3 separate regions of the Mus musculus genome follow, and regions 2 and 3 are each linked to region 1. The links are chromatin contacts, called in public HiChIP or PLAC-seq and promoter capture Hi-C maps. All regions are on one chromosome and are shown on one strand. Each heading gives the region's core, a stretch centred on a gene start, on an enhancer-like site or on the middle of the called end of the contact. The rest is flanking DNA. Distances are from core to core; before and after follow the strand shown. Region 1 holds the start of Dhdds (dehydrodolichyl diphosphate synthase). Region 2 holds the start of Rpa2 (replication protein A2). Region 3 holds the start of Ppp1r8 (protein phosphatase 1, regulatory subunit 8).

Evidence for each region. Promoter capture Hi-C pulls out the DNA fragments that hold promoters and counts their contacts. HiChIP or PLAC-seq counts read pairs in DNA pulled down with a chosen protein or histone mark.
Region 2: a contact with region 1 is called in an H3K27ac HiChIP or PLAC-seq map of microglia, with 7 times the contacts expected there. The contact joins the promoter of Rpa2 here to the promoter of Dhdds in region 1. A contact is called at or near these places in 3 of 39 promoter capture datasets (liver, neutrophils and pre-B cells) and 1 of 115 datasets of contacts at active chromatin or transcription factors (microglia).
Region 3: a contact with region 1 is called in a promoter capture Hi-C map of liver, with 2.7 times the contacts expected there. The contact joins the promoter of Ppp1r8 here to the promoter of Dhdds in region 1. A contact is called at or near these places in 1 of 39 promoter capture datasets (liver) and 1 of 9 other capture datasets (liver).

Annotation. Positions count from the first base shown.
Region 1 is chr4:133,998,509-134,002,565 of GRCm38.p6, forward strand. Dhdds (dehydrodolichyl diphosphate synthase) reads right to left here and starts at 2,374. Exons shown (of 9, transcript NM_001362959.1): 1 at 2,217-2,374; 2 at 1,761-1,885. The coding sequence starts at 1,823.
Region 2 is chr4:132,766,095-132,770,151 of GRCm38.p6, forward strand. Rpa2 (replication protein A2) reads left to right here and starts at 2,266. Exons shown (of 9, transcript NM_011284.3): 1 at 2,266-2,372; 2 at 2,586-2,692. The coding sequence starts at 2,363.
Region 3 is chr4:132,840,823-132,844,879 of GRCm38.p6, forward strand. It overlaps Ppp1r8 (protein phosphatase 1, regulatory subunit 8), which reads right to left and starts at 2,347. Exons shown (of 7, transcript NM_146154.3): 1 at 2,235-2,347. The coding sequence starts at 2,290.

The DNA of each region.
Region 1 (4,057 bases), core at 1,124-3,623:
TGTGGTCCCAATCCCTTCAGTTGGGATGGTATGGCTTAGGGGATGATTTACAAATAAATATGGTCTTAGAAAGGGAAAAACAACAAAAAAAAGAAGCTTCGACTGAGGGATCTCTATCTCTCCTTTCTTCTTTTCTTTTCCTTTCTTTCTTTCTTTCTTTCTTTCTTTTTCTTTTTTCTTTTTTTTTTTTTTAAGAGACCAGACCTCTGTTTAGGCAGGGAATAGAAAGTGAGATGTCAGTAGAAGAAAGAACTCTGGGAAAGAAGGAGGGGAGAGCTTTGCTGGGAAGACATCATGAACAGGATGCGTGCACCTGAGTATAGGTGACCAGCCAGGTGGCACAAAGTAGGCTCAAATAAATGGCATAGTTTAAATTATATCTAGTCAGAGAAGAGCCTGGCTATATGACCAAGGTATTTGTAAATATATTTTGAAGCGGAGTCTTGTTTCTGGGAGCACGAGGGTGGGAGGACGAACCAGGGCCTGACTTCTACAGCTCTCTCCTTCTGCCATGTAAGCTGTGAGAGCCGAATCCAGGTTGCCACACTTGGTGGCAAGAACCTTTATCCGTTGAGCCATGAGCCATCTCTCACGCTCATCCCTCCTCTCTCCTCTGCCTTTGTCTCCTACACTTATTTTTGCCAACACGAGGCAAAGTTTCCTAAGGAGAGAGTTTTCATTTTTTGGACTCCCTGTGATTATTTGACATTTGTAGGTATGTGGAAATACAAGGCTTACTGACGCAAATTCACTGTTAAAACACTGCTCGACAGTCTGTATCTAAAAACTAAAGCCAGGCTGACTGGCTTGCATCCAAACCTCTCTCAGGCACAGAATATGACATGGCTGTGACTCCTGATGGGGGCCTTTGATGGTTGAGCTGGTAAAGGTACTTGTCCCAAAGCCCGATCCTGAAAGCTGTTCTCTGTACTCTAAATGTACACTATATATCACCATACTAAGATAAATAACGGACTGGCACTAGATATTGTGCCACGTTCTTTGTGTATTTCTTTTTTTTAATCCTCAAAAAAGACAAGTTTGTTAAGCCACATGGTTGGTAAATAACAGTTTTCCTCACGGATGTCTGTCTCTAGAGCAGATGGTTAAAGTTTTAACCATCAAAGAACCATTAACTCAGAAGACACTGCAAGGAGAAACCGATGGAAACGCTGGGGCAGTGGTTCTCAGCTGTCCTTATGCTGTGAGCCTGGGATATAGCGCCTCAGGTGCTGACTTCAACCATGAGAGTATTTGCACTGCTACTTTATAACTGCCATTCTGGTACTATCGGAAATCGTAATGTCAGATACCTGATATCCGACCCTGTGAAAGGGTTGTTCAACCTCTGAAGGGGTTGGGACCCACAGGTTGAGAACTACAACTCTAGTGAGACAAATTTCTGTTCCCTCCCATTCAGAGTCACAGTCTCTCTTCCTTTTTCAAACTCAGAGTCTTGTGAATACCAAGAAAGCACCTGACCAGTGAGCTCTTTTGACACTCTCAACGGCACAATTCAGTTTTCCAGAAGGAAAATCTAACAGTCTATGTGATCTAATGATATTAAGAGACCCTGATTGGCCTTAAAAAAAAAAAAAAGTCACACAGTACAATAAATACTAGAAATGCAGCCCTTCAAACTACATTATAATTTCAAGATTCTCTCTTTACTAAATTCTACTTCATTGGGATTGCTACAATTTAATAATGAACTACTCAACTATCCAAAAGGTCAACTTTTCCCCCGGGGTACTGCTCACCTTTATGATGTTAGCACAGAACCGTTCCCACAGTGACAGCTCTCCTTCTTTGATCCATGACATAGTTCTTGCTATGTCAGAAATCACACAAGAACAACAACAACAACAAAAAACAGCCAGATAACCTTGAATAAATGAAAAGAGAGAGAAGTCATCCTTGCTTGCAATAAAACTGACTAAAGAGACTCTGCTGGACTGTGGCAGGCAACACGCGTCTGAATCCAGAGACTGTTCTAATCCGCTCAGGCCTCTACAAGCCAACGGGAGACCTTTGGAGCAAGGTAGTTCCCACTTTCTTATCCTTACGTGCACTGATTTCTTCCAAATATCCTGCCACATCATGGTACCTACATCTTGCTTGGTCAATCCCCACAACTTCCTTCTCTATTGCCCCGCAAACCATTGCTCACTCTAAGCTAACCAATCACTACCCTCCTTGGATGCCGCATCTGTTACCTCAATGGTCACTCTCCCGGCTGGACTTTAGTGTTTCCCGCAGCTAACTCCACATCCAGCTTCCCCTCCTCTGGGTCTCTGTGTTTACTCCCCACCTAGGACGCAGGAGAAGGCGCTTTTCCACCACTCCCGGGCGACTTACGACTTGGCGCTGAAAGAACACGTCACCTCTACGTGATTGGCTCCGCCTCCTCCGTCCGTGGTGGGCGGGGCCGCCCCTGCGTACTCGGGGGCGGAGCGGTGCGAGTTCTTGCGAGTTGGCTATTGGTGGCCGCTCTCGCGGGGCGTGGAAACAGCGCCTGGGAGGCCGAGGTCACGTGAGCCGATACTCCTACCTCTTGGGTCTCCTATTGCAAGCCCTGCACGTTAGGCGAGTTGAGCCTGAGGGATCGAGATGTGTTCGGCCCACGCATTTGCGTGGTCTCAGGTGTTGTGGCAGTTTGTTAGGGAGAGAGGATGCGGTTGCTCCACCTCAAAATTGAGTTTCTCTATGGATGATCGCAGTGCTTATATTATGGGAGACACGGTAATGTCGTATTTTGACAGTCCTCCTACCTCAGTCTCCCCAACTGCTGGGGATATGGACGTAAACCATGGAAGTGAACTGCGTTTATTTAAAAATTTGTCTTGGGCTGGAGAGGTGGCTCAGAGTTTAAGAGTACCGACTGCTCTTCCAGAGGTCCTGAGTTCAATTCCCAGCAACTACATGGTGGCTCACAACCATCTGTAATGGGATCTGATGCCCTCTTCCGATGTGTCTTAAGACAGCGACAGTGTACTCACATACATAAAATTAATCTTTAAAAAAACAAAATTGTCTTAAAAGTGTTCTTTTAGCCGAAACTGATGGCACGTCGTCACTGAACTCAGCACTCAAGGCTGAGGCCATTTGAATTAGTTAATGTCTTTTCTGCTACGTAGTAAATTTAGTCACCCTGATCTAGGGGATACTGTCTCCTCAAAAAATTCTGACGTGTTTTTTTACTTGTCGCCTTTTAATGCTGCTAACGCATCAGAAGGGTTTCTTGCGCTGGTCACTTTTGGGGAGCGATGCAAAGCAACTTTATAATTTGCAGATTCCGAAGACCCACGTTAATGAACTTAGGAGGACAAGTCAGAAAGAGCTTTACTCTTAGGACTTCCAAAACCACAATCCGTAGCATTTGGGAATAGAGCCCTAGTGGTAGAGTTCTTGCCTAGCAGGCTAGAAGCCCTGGGTTCAGTTTCCAGCCCAGTATAAAAAAGCATGGTGGCAGCGAATGCAGGGCAATCAGCAGTTTAGGTCACCTAGGGCGTTTGAGGCTAGCGTGGCCTACACAGGAAAACTCAACCTCAAAACTAAACAAAAATAGAAACAATCTTAAACATACAACAAAACACCATAAGCCACTTGTGGAGAGCTTTGGGGGTCAAGCAAGAACTCAAAAGCATTAGCTGTATAGCTAGTCTGAAGGACTTTTAGATACCTAACAGAACAAACTTGGGCCTGGACTGGGCTTCGGGAAACTTGCCTCCTCAAAAGTATTATCATCATCATCCATTGTCTTGCCTCTTGATGTATTTAATGATACAGGGAAGAAGTTGTTCTGCTTTCACACACACACACACACACACACACACACACACACACACACACACACACACACACACAAGCCAAAAAACTGAACTTTCAGTATCTGATGCAACTAGTATTTCTTTCAAATCATACTTGCATCTGTAATAGGGTTTCACAATTCCAACGAACCTTTTTTTTTTTTTAAAACTTTTGCCCCGTAGGCTCAATGACACAGGGTAAGATGTCACCTGTCGAGCTTTACCTGAGGAAGGCACAAAACGTGCAT
Region 2 (4,057 bases), core at 1,016-3,515, 1.2 Mb before region 1:
CACACACCAGTACACCTACATATACACACATGTACATGCATACACAAAATACATATATACACAAACATGCATATGCATATACAATATATACCACATACATATAGATATATACATACACTACACCTATACACACATACACTTATACAAATGCCACTATAACCACACACAGATAAACACATATACACATACATGCATACACATATATATACATATATACACACCCCTACACACATATGCACATATACTTACACCTATGCACACATGCACACACACACCTATACCCACCTACACACATTTAATGGTTTGAAATAACCTTTGTCAAATGTGTGAGACATGGTGCACACTTGGAAGACAAAGGACAACTCTCAGGAGCTGGTACTTGAGGCCTCCTCCACAGGAGCGTCCTCCTTGCCACAGGAGTGCTGGGATTGCAGATGTGCCATTGCGTTTGGCCTTTTGTGTGTTCAGGGTTTAGAGCTCAGGTCGGCAGGCTTGCCCCTCATGTGCTCTACCCAATGACCATTAAACAACTGAGCACACAGGACTGCGGGGATGGCTCAGGGGTTAAGAGGGCATGTTGCTCTTGCTGATCACCTGAGTTAGCATTACAGAATGGACACGGACACGGCCAAGGGACAGCTGCCTATAACACATTTAGGGACCCCCCAAGACCTCCTCTGGCTTTGGAGGCACCTAAACTCATGTGCACGTACCCACATACTTTCTAGAAAACTAAACACATGCTCTAGTGCTCGATCAGCTTTTAGACGAAGGTGTATGACTCATATAATGACTGGTTGAAATCACGGGAGACTGAGAGGGAGACAAAACTGGGGGCAAGACAGCAGGACATCTTTGGATCTTTTTAACTGTGGCCATGTATGGCCATGAGGTTTCTTTTGTTTGTTTTCTTTTTTTTTTCTTCAAGACAGGGTTTCCCTGTGCAGCCTTGACTGTCCTAGAACTCACACTGTAGACCAAGCTGGCCTCAAATTCACAGAGATCCACCTGCCTCCACCTCCCAAGTGTTGGGGTTAAAGGCGTGTGCCAACCCCTCCCCCAGGTAGGGTTTCTTTCTTTGAAAACATGAACATGTTATCTATGCCCTGGATACAAGCCTGTGTGTGCGTATGAACATGTGTGCTGGAGTGTGTGCTTGTGTGTGTGTGTGTAGAGGACAACTTGTAGGAGTTGTGATGGAGCAGCCTGACTCCACCTTAAGTTCTGAAGCCATCTTATCATACTACCAAAATAAGTCCATTCCTCTTTTCTATAAAACTTAATTTGACCAGGTCTTGACCAACTTTCTGAATTTCGACAGGTTCCACACCCTATACCCTGATTTCAGTCTGATAGACGTTCTGCCAAATAATGCTGAAATGTTCGACCAAGTGCCTACATAACCCTTGAAAATGTCCATATTCTTGCAGTTTTGGGGGTTATATAAACCTCACCTCTTGTGTTCGATGCTGTTTTCTCATTTTGTATTTGTTTTGTTTTTTCGAGACAGGGTTTCTCTGTGTAGCCTTGGCTGTCCTGGAACTCACTCTGTAGACCAGGCTGGCCTCGAACTCAGAAATCCTCCTGCCTCTGCCTCCTAAATGCTGGGATTAAAGGTCTGTGCCACCACTGCCCGGCGATGCTGTTTTCTCAAAACCCCAGTTTAGCGAGATAGCCATCTCTGACAAAATTAAGCTTGCTTAATTTGACCAAAAATTGTTTAATCATTTCTACTCATCTTCAGTGGGATTAACAGTTGAGCCTCTCCTTCCACCATCACGCAGGTATTTATTTATGAATACAATATCACTATCTTCAGACACACCAGAAGAGGACAGCAGATCCCATTATAGATGGTTGTGATCCACCATGTGGTTGCTGGGAATTGAACTCGGGAGTTCTGGAAGAGCAGAAAACTAGCAGTTTGGCGGGAAAAGGGGGCTAGCGAGCGGCGGAAGTGATGTAGGGTTGCATGCGACGGAGATGGGGTGTGTGTGAAGAATGCTTGAGGATGGCCCCGGAAGTATCGTTTTGATTGGTTGTTTTCTTGAATACTGTCCTATCGGAAATTTGCCCTCAGTAAAGATGGCCGCGCATGCTTCCATTCCTTCTTGGGGCCGGGTGTTTTTCCTAAGCTTGGCCTTGATACCGAAAAAAAAAGGAGGGGACTCATGAGTTCTGATTGGCTGAAGGTAAATGTGTCCAGGGCGCTGATTGGCTGTCCCTTCGCGGGAAGGAGTTTGTGGCGCCAGTGCAAAGTAGCCAGAAGGCTGCCACGCCAGAGCGGCACAGAGTTCCCAAGTGTTCTTAGTTTTCGTGTCCGAGCGTCTTGGGCCGCTCTCTCCGGAGAACTGCGACCAGGATGTGGAATAGTAATGGCGGGCGTGGGGAGAGTCACGCGAGGGTGTTGGGAGTGGGCGAGTCTGGCGCAGGAAGGCCGGGACGGAGCGAGAGGCCCGAGGCGGGCTCGGCGGCGTTCGCGGGGTGGCAGGGGGATTGTCGCGGCTGGGGCGGTGGGGACAGCGGTCGCCAGGTATAGAGATGGGGAGCGCAGCGCAGACTCTGACGACGGTCGTTCCCCGCAGGCGGATTCGAAAGCTTCAGCAGCTCCACCTATGGCGGAGCAGGCGGCTACACGCAGTCCCCCGGTGGCTTCGGGTCGCCCACACCGTCGCAGGCGGAGAAGAAATCGGTACGTAGACTGACGGCTCCGTTCTCATTTGTGTCCTGGCCAGGAGGGAACGTGTTTTCGTGCGGGAGGGTGGCACACCCCAAGGTGTCAGAAGCTGTCCGTTACCTACCTTGTCTTTTGTATGGTCAAGTGGGGAACAGGGTTTTTATTATTTTATTGTTTGGCAAGCCTGCAGTGGTTCGCCCGGCCTCCATTTTCCTGGCCCTACCACTCGAAAGTATGCTTTAGTAGAGTTTAATATCGCTGTCCCCAGGGCACAAAAATCCCTGAAGAACAAGAGTCCACTGTGTTCAGAACAGGTTTGGGGTTGTTTCCTGTTGGTAACTGACAGGAAGGACACGCTAAGCCTTAATCTGCTGGGCTTTTTCTGCCTCGTACATATTCATTGTATGACCAAGTGTTTTGGAGGTGTTTGTAGCTCTGGCTGGCCTGGAACTCAGAGATCCACCTGCCTGTACACTGTAGTTGTCTTCAGACACACCAGAAGAGGGCATCAGATACCACTACAGATGGTTGTGAGCCACCGTATGGTTGCTGGGAATTGAACTCAGGACCTCTGGAAGAGCAGTCAGTGCTCTTAACCGCTGAGCCATCTCTCCAGCCCAAAAAGATCCTTTCTTAAAAAACAAACAAACTACATTGCTCGTAGGTGGCTTGAGAGGCAAGTGTCTTTGCTAGATGCTCCTCTGCCCACTCCATCTGACTCTCCTGTTAAGATGCCCAAAGATGAGCAGCTTGACGAAACTCACCAGGTTTTCTGCAGAGACTGCCATCTGGTTGCCAGAATATCTCCTAAAAGAAGCTATACTTCTAACTTCTTCCATTTTATCAAGAAACCTAGAGCATCTTCGTAGTCCTTTTTCTGCTTGTCATTTCTCAAGCCTTTTCACAAGGCCCTGTTGTCTCCGTGGTGTCCTGAACACTGCTCTTGCTATGTCTGGGATGTGCTCTTTCTACCCCTACCTCTCTGAGACAGTTGTTTTCTTGTTGTTGTTTTGTTTTGGGTGTCTGTGTGTGTGTGTGTGTGTGTGTGTGTGTGTGTGTGTGTATCCTTGGCTGTCCTGGAACTCACTCTATAGACCAGGCTGGCCTTGAACTCAAGAAGTCCACCTGCCTCTGCCTCCTGGGTGCTGAGATTAAAACCATTTGCCACCACTGCCTAGCCCTGGGATGCGTTCTTTTTTTTTTTTTTTTTTTTTTTTTTTTAAGATTTATTTATTTATTATATGTAAGTTCACTGCAGCTGTCTTCAGACACTCCAGAAGAGGGCATCAGATCTTGTTACAGATGGTTGTGAGCCACCATGTGGTTGCTGGGATTTGAACTCCGGACCTTCGGAAGAGCAGTCGGGTGCTCTTACCCACT
Region 3 (4,057 bases), core at 1,097-3,596, 1.2 Mb before region 1:
TCATGAATTCACTGTCAGAGCTTGCTCCTTCCTTCCTCCCGCACCCCCCCCCCTTTGATTTTTTTGAGACAGGGTTTCTCTGTAGCCCTGGCTGTCCTTGAACTCACTCTGCAGACCAGGCTGGCCTGGAACTCAGAAATCTGCCTGCCTCTGCCTCCCAAGTGCTGGGATTAAAGGCGTACGCCACCACTGCCTGGCTAGAGCTTCTTTCAGTGTTTAACACTTTCTTCCCAAGTGATTCAATTATTCAGAGATTTCAGTGGGTCTGTCTTTAGAGCACCCCCCACCCAAACTCCTGCATTTTAATACTGGCTATGCCCTTCAGAAATAACGCAGCTCAATGTCCTGTTCCCTGGAAAGGTTTTTCCTTCTTGTTTTTGGGAGACAGAGTCTCACGTCTCCAAAAACAAGCTAGGCTCAAACCTTTGTGGGATTGGATCTGAGGACGACCTTTAACCTCCTCCTCCACCTTCCCTGTGCTAAATTACATTGTGATGCATGCTTGGTCTAACCTGGGGTTTCATCTAAGATTTACTACTCCTAATATAAAGAAAGAATAAACCAGTTGTTTTGCTGGGTACAGAAATACACATGTGAATTCCCACCAGAGGGACCATTGCAACTTCAAGGCCATCCTAGTTTGTATAACAGGTGAGTTCTAGATCATCTAGAATCACATATAGAGATCTTGCCTTAAAACAAATATATGTTAAAATAACCAAATAACAAAAATTGTTTGTTTGGGGGCTGATCAATATCATTCTCATCACAAAATAAACAAAAAAACATTACCCAGATGAACTCTTGGTACCAAATCAGAGATCTGTAATTAGGGAACTAGAGCAAATCAAAACCACGCCCACGAAACCAAGCTCCAAAGGGAGGGAGGTGTGGGGGCACCCTGAACAGGTGTTTGTGAAAAAAAATCTAAGTCATCAGACTGTTTTCTATACCTCGCTTCATCATTCAAGGGGATGGATGCTCAAATGTCAAATCACCTGACACAGTTCCTGGTATACACCAGACCCTGAGGTAATGACAGGTGATCTCAAAGAAAGAGTCTCTTTATATTTGGCTGGCCCAAATTTGAAATAAGTGCAGCCAGGGACCAGTGTGGATAAAGAATTTGTAGGCTGAAGCACATGGATATGTTAAAAGAATAAAGAAATCCAGGAAACAGCCAAGCATTCATTCGCTTCCTGGGCTTGTTCTTTTGAACCTTCCAGGGCCCTTACATTTGCACAGAAGAAACGATATCGAGTCTATCTCATTGAAGATTCAACACAGACATCTCACAGCTCCGCTCCAATCTCTCATGGCAGTGGCTAAAAGGACAGTGCATCGAACAAAAGCCCATTTGCTTCGAGATACAGATTAAAATGAACATTAAAGCCAAAATATTTTGTCTGAATATCCTACCATGTGATTGACTCAGGCCTAGGAGCTGAGCATGATGCAAGGGTTTTTGCCCTTGAAGATCTCAATGTAACAGAAGCCCGAGAGGTAACACGTTAATAACCAGGAAGAGCCGCAACAGCAGAAAGGGCTCTAACCCCGATGCATCCTCGTGCAAAGCAGTTCCTATTCATTCATCTTGCACCCCACTCAACGCGGAAACCATCCTACTACTTCTCTGAACTTCCCAGGGGATGAAAATGCTGTATGCTAACAACTTCTGCTGTCTTTTGTACCGGGTTTCGTGCTGGTCTGGTCAGAGAACAAGGGGGAACAGTCCCGCGCCATCCCTGCCCGCAAGGAGCACCTAGTCCGCTTGGAGGGTGCAGCAGCCACGGAGGGATGCAGCATCAGGTTGGACTGAGGTAGGGAAGCCAGCTCGTGCGCGCTCCAGACCTTCAGCACCCGGGGAAGGTTTGATGCTCCCCGAGAGCATCGGGCACTCAGTGATGAGTTAGGGCAAGTTAGGGGCCAAGGCCTGAAGCACCCCGGTGAGCGGCTGACCTCCCAAGCGCTGTATAAACTGAATACCTTCGAGCCCCCAAAACTCGGGTTTCCGCAGAGCCTGGGCCCCAGCTCCAGGATCCTCCACACGTCGCCCGGCCCCTCACAGCGGACAGTTTTCCCTCAATCATTCCAGGATCTTTCTGAGACGTTCGTTTCATCGCAAAAAAAAAAAAAAAAAAAAAAAGGAAGAGGAAAAAAAAATACAACCTTCTCCTTTCTGTCCGGGTTAACTCACGCCAAGCCGCTCCAGTCCCAGAAACCTCATTACTCACCAAGTCGGGCAGTCGAACAGCGGGAGGCTGGAGCCGGAGTTCACGGCTGCCGCCATCTTGCGTCTCCCCCTCCCATTTGGCGGGTCTGAAGCACGCCGGGAAACTAAGAGCTCGGGAGGGAAGAGGCGGCATCCCAGCAGCCTGTGCGCAGCGCGTGCGTGCGCACGCGCAACGCAAGGACGCTCTCCTGGGAGCGCCTCTGGCGGAGGGCATCAGGGGCTGGGTTTGAAGTCTGCAGTGTTTGCTGGAGAGGCTGGGGGCGGGTGTCTCCTTGGTCACGGGGTCAGGAGTGGTTTGTACCTTGATGCGGCTTTCGCGCTGCGTTTTCCGCCAGAAACCCTAGAGCTCTGCAATCTGCATTAACTCCCAGCTACCCACCCCCTCGGGCTTCATCTAGCGATAAGCAGGTGATGGCTAGAGATAAGAAGTGATGGCTTTTTTTTTCCCCCTTTTTCCAGCCTTCCTTCGAAACACTGCATCTGAAAACAGAATCCTTACTCATTTGTCCTTTCTGATCCCAAGTCTGATGTGTACGGCTCAGTGGTAGTGTGTTCAGCAGGCGCGAATGAGGCCACTGATTCAATTCCCCAAAACCAGTAATTTTCTTAGATCTGGGAGAATCTATAGATTAGGCGACTGTGTCAGAAATCATGTAGTCTGTTTTTGAAAACTTTGGACAAACTGCTGCAAGGCACAGACTCAAAAGGAAAAAAAGCCTCCAATTTTTAGTAACTTAACCAATTCTCAAAAATGTTTAATTCATGGCCCCTTAGGATTTTTCTCTGTGGGTCATAGTGACATAGGAAGCATTAGGGTTACCATCTTCCTCTAAGCCATTAGCTTGCTGGTTGTAATGGTTTTGTCTATTGAGTGCTTATGGGGAAGTATGTATTTCATATGGATCAGTTCACTTGGTATTCCCAAAACTCAAGACAGATTGATTCCAGAAGAGAGGCTCTAGCCTCACCTTACAAGGAGTGGTATTCGAACCTGAGTCTATGTAAAGCCAAAAGCCAGGCTCTACTAGTCCCATATGTTTCTGACAACATACCATTCCTTCGTATGCAGTGGATGGTCCTTTTTTCACTTTTGCAGAAAGATGGGATGATGACTTCACAGTTTTTAAAAGAAACAAATGGTTGGAGGGTGTGGCAGCACATATCTGAAATTCCATCTGCCTTTGCTTCCTGAGATACAGGGTTAAAGGTAGTCAACACTATGCCCTGCTAGACAGTAAAATTAATAATAATAATAATAATAAATTCTCCAGGTTTCAGTAAGCAACAGCAATAGAACATGTCATGGTTTGAATATGCTTGGTCCAGGGAGTGGCACTATTTGGAGGTTTGGACTTGTTGAAATAAGTGTATCATTGTAGGCTTGGGCTTTAAGTCCTGTATCCTGGCTACCTGGAAGTCAGTCTTCCACTAACAGCCTTCAGGTGAAAATGTAGAACTCTCAGCTCCTCCTGCACGATGCCTGCCTGGATGCTGCCATGCTCCAGCCTTGATGATAATGGACTGAACCTATGAACCTATAAACCAGCTCCAATTAAATGTTTTCAGCATAAGAGTTGCCTTTGTCGGGCTGGCGAGATGGCTCAGCAGTTAAGAGCACCGACTGCTCTTCCGAAGGTCCTGAGTTCAAATCCCAGCAACCACATGGTGGCTCACAACCATCCGTAATGAGATCTGATGCCCTCTTCTGGTGTGTATGAAGACAGCTACAGTTTACTTACATATAACAATAAATAAATCTTAAAAAAAAAAAAAAAAAAGAGTTGCCTTGGTCATGATGTCTGTTCACAGCAGTAAAAGGTTAAC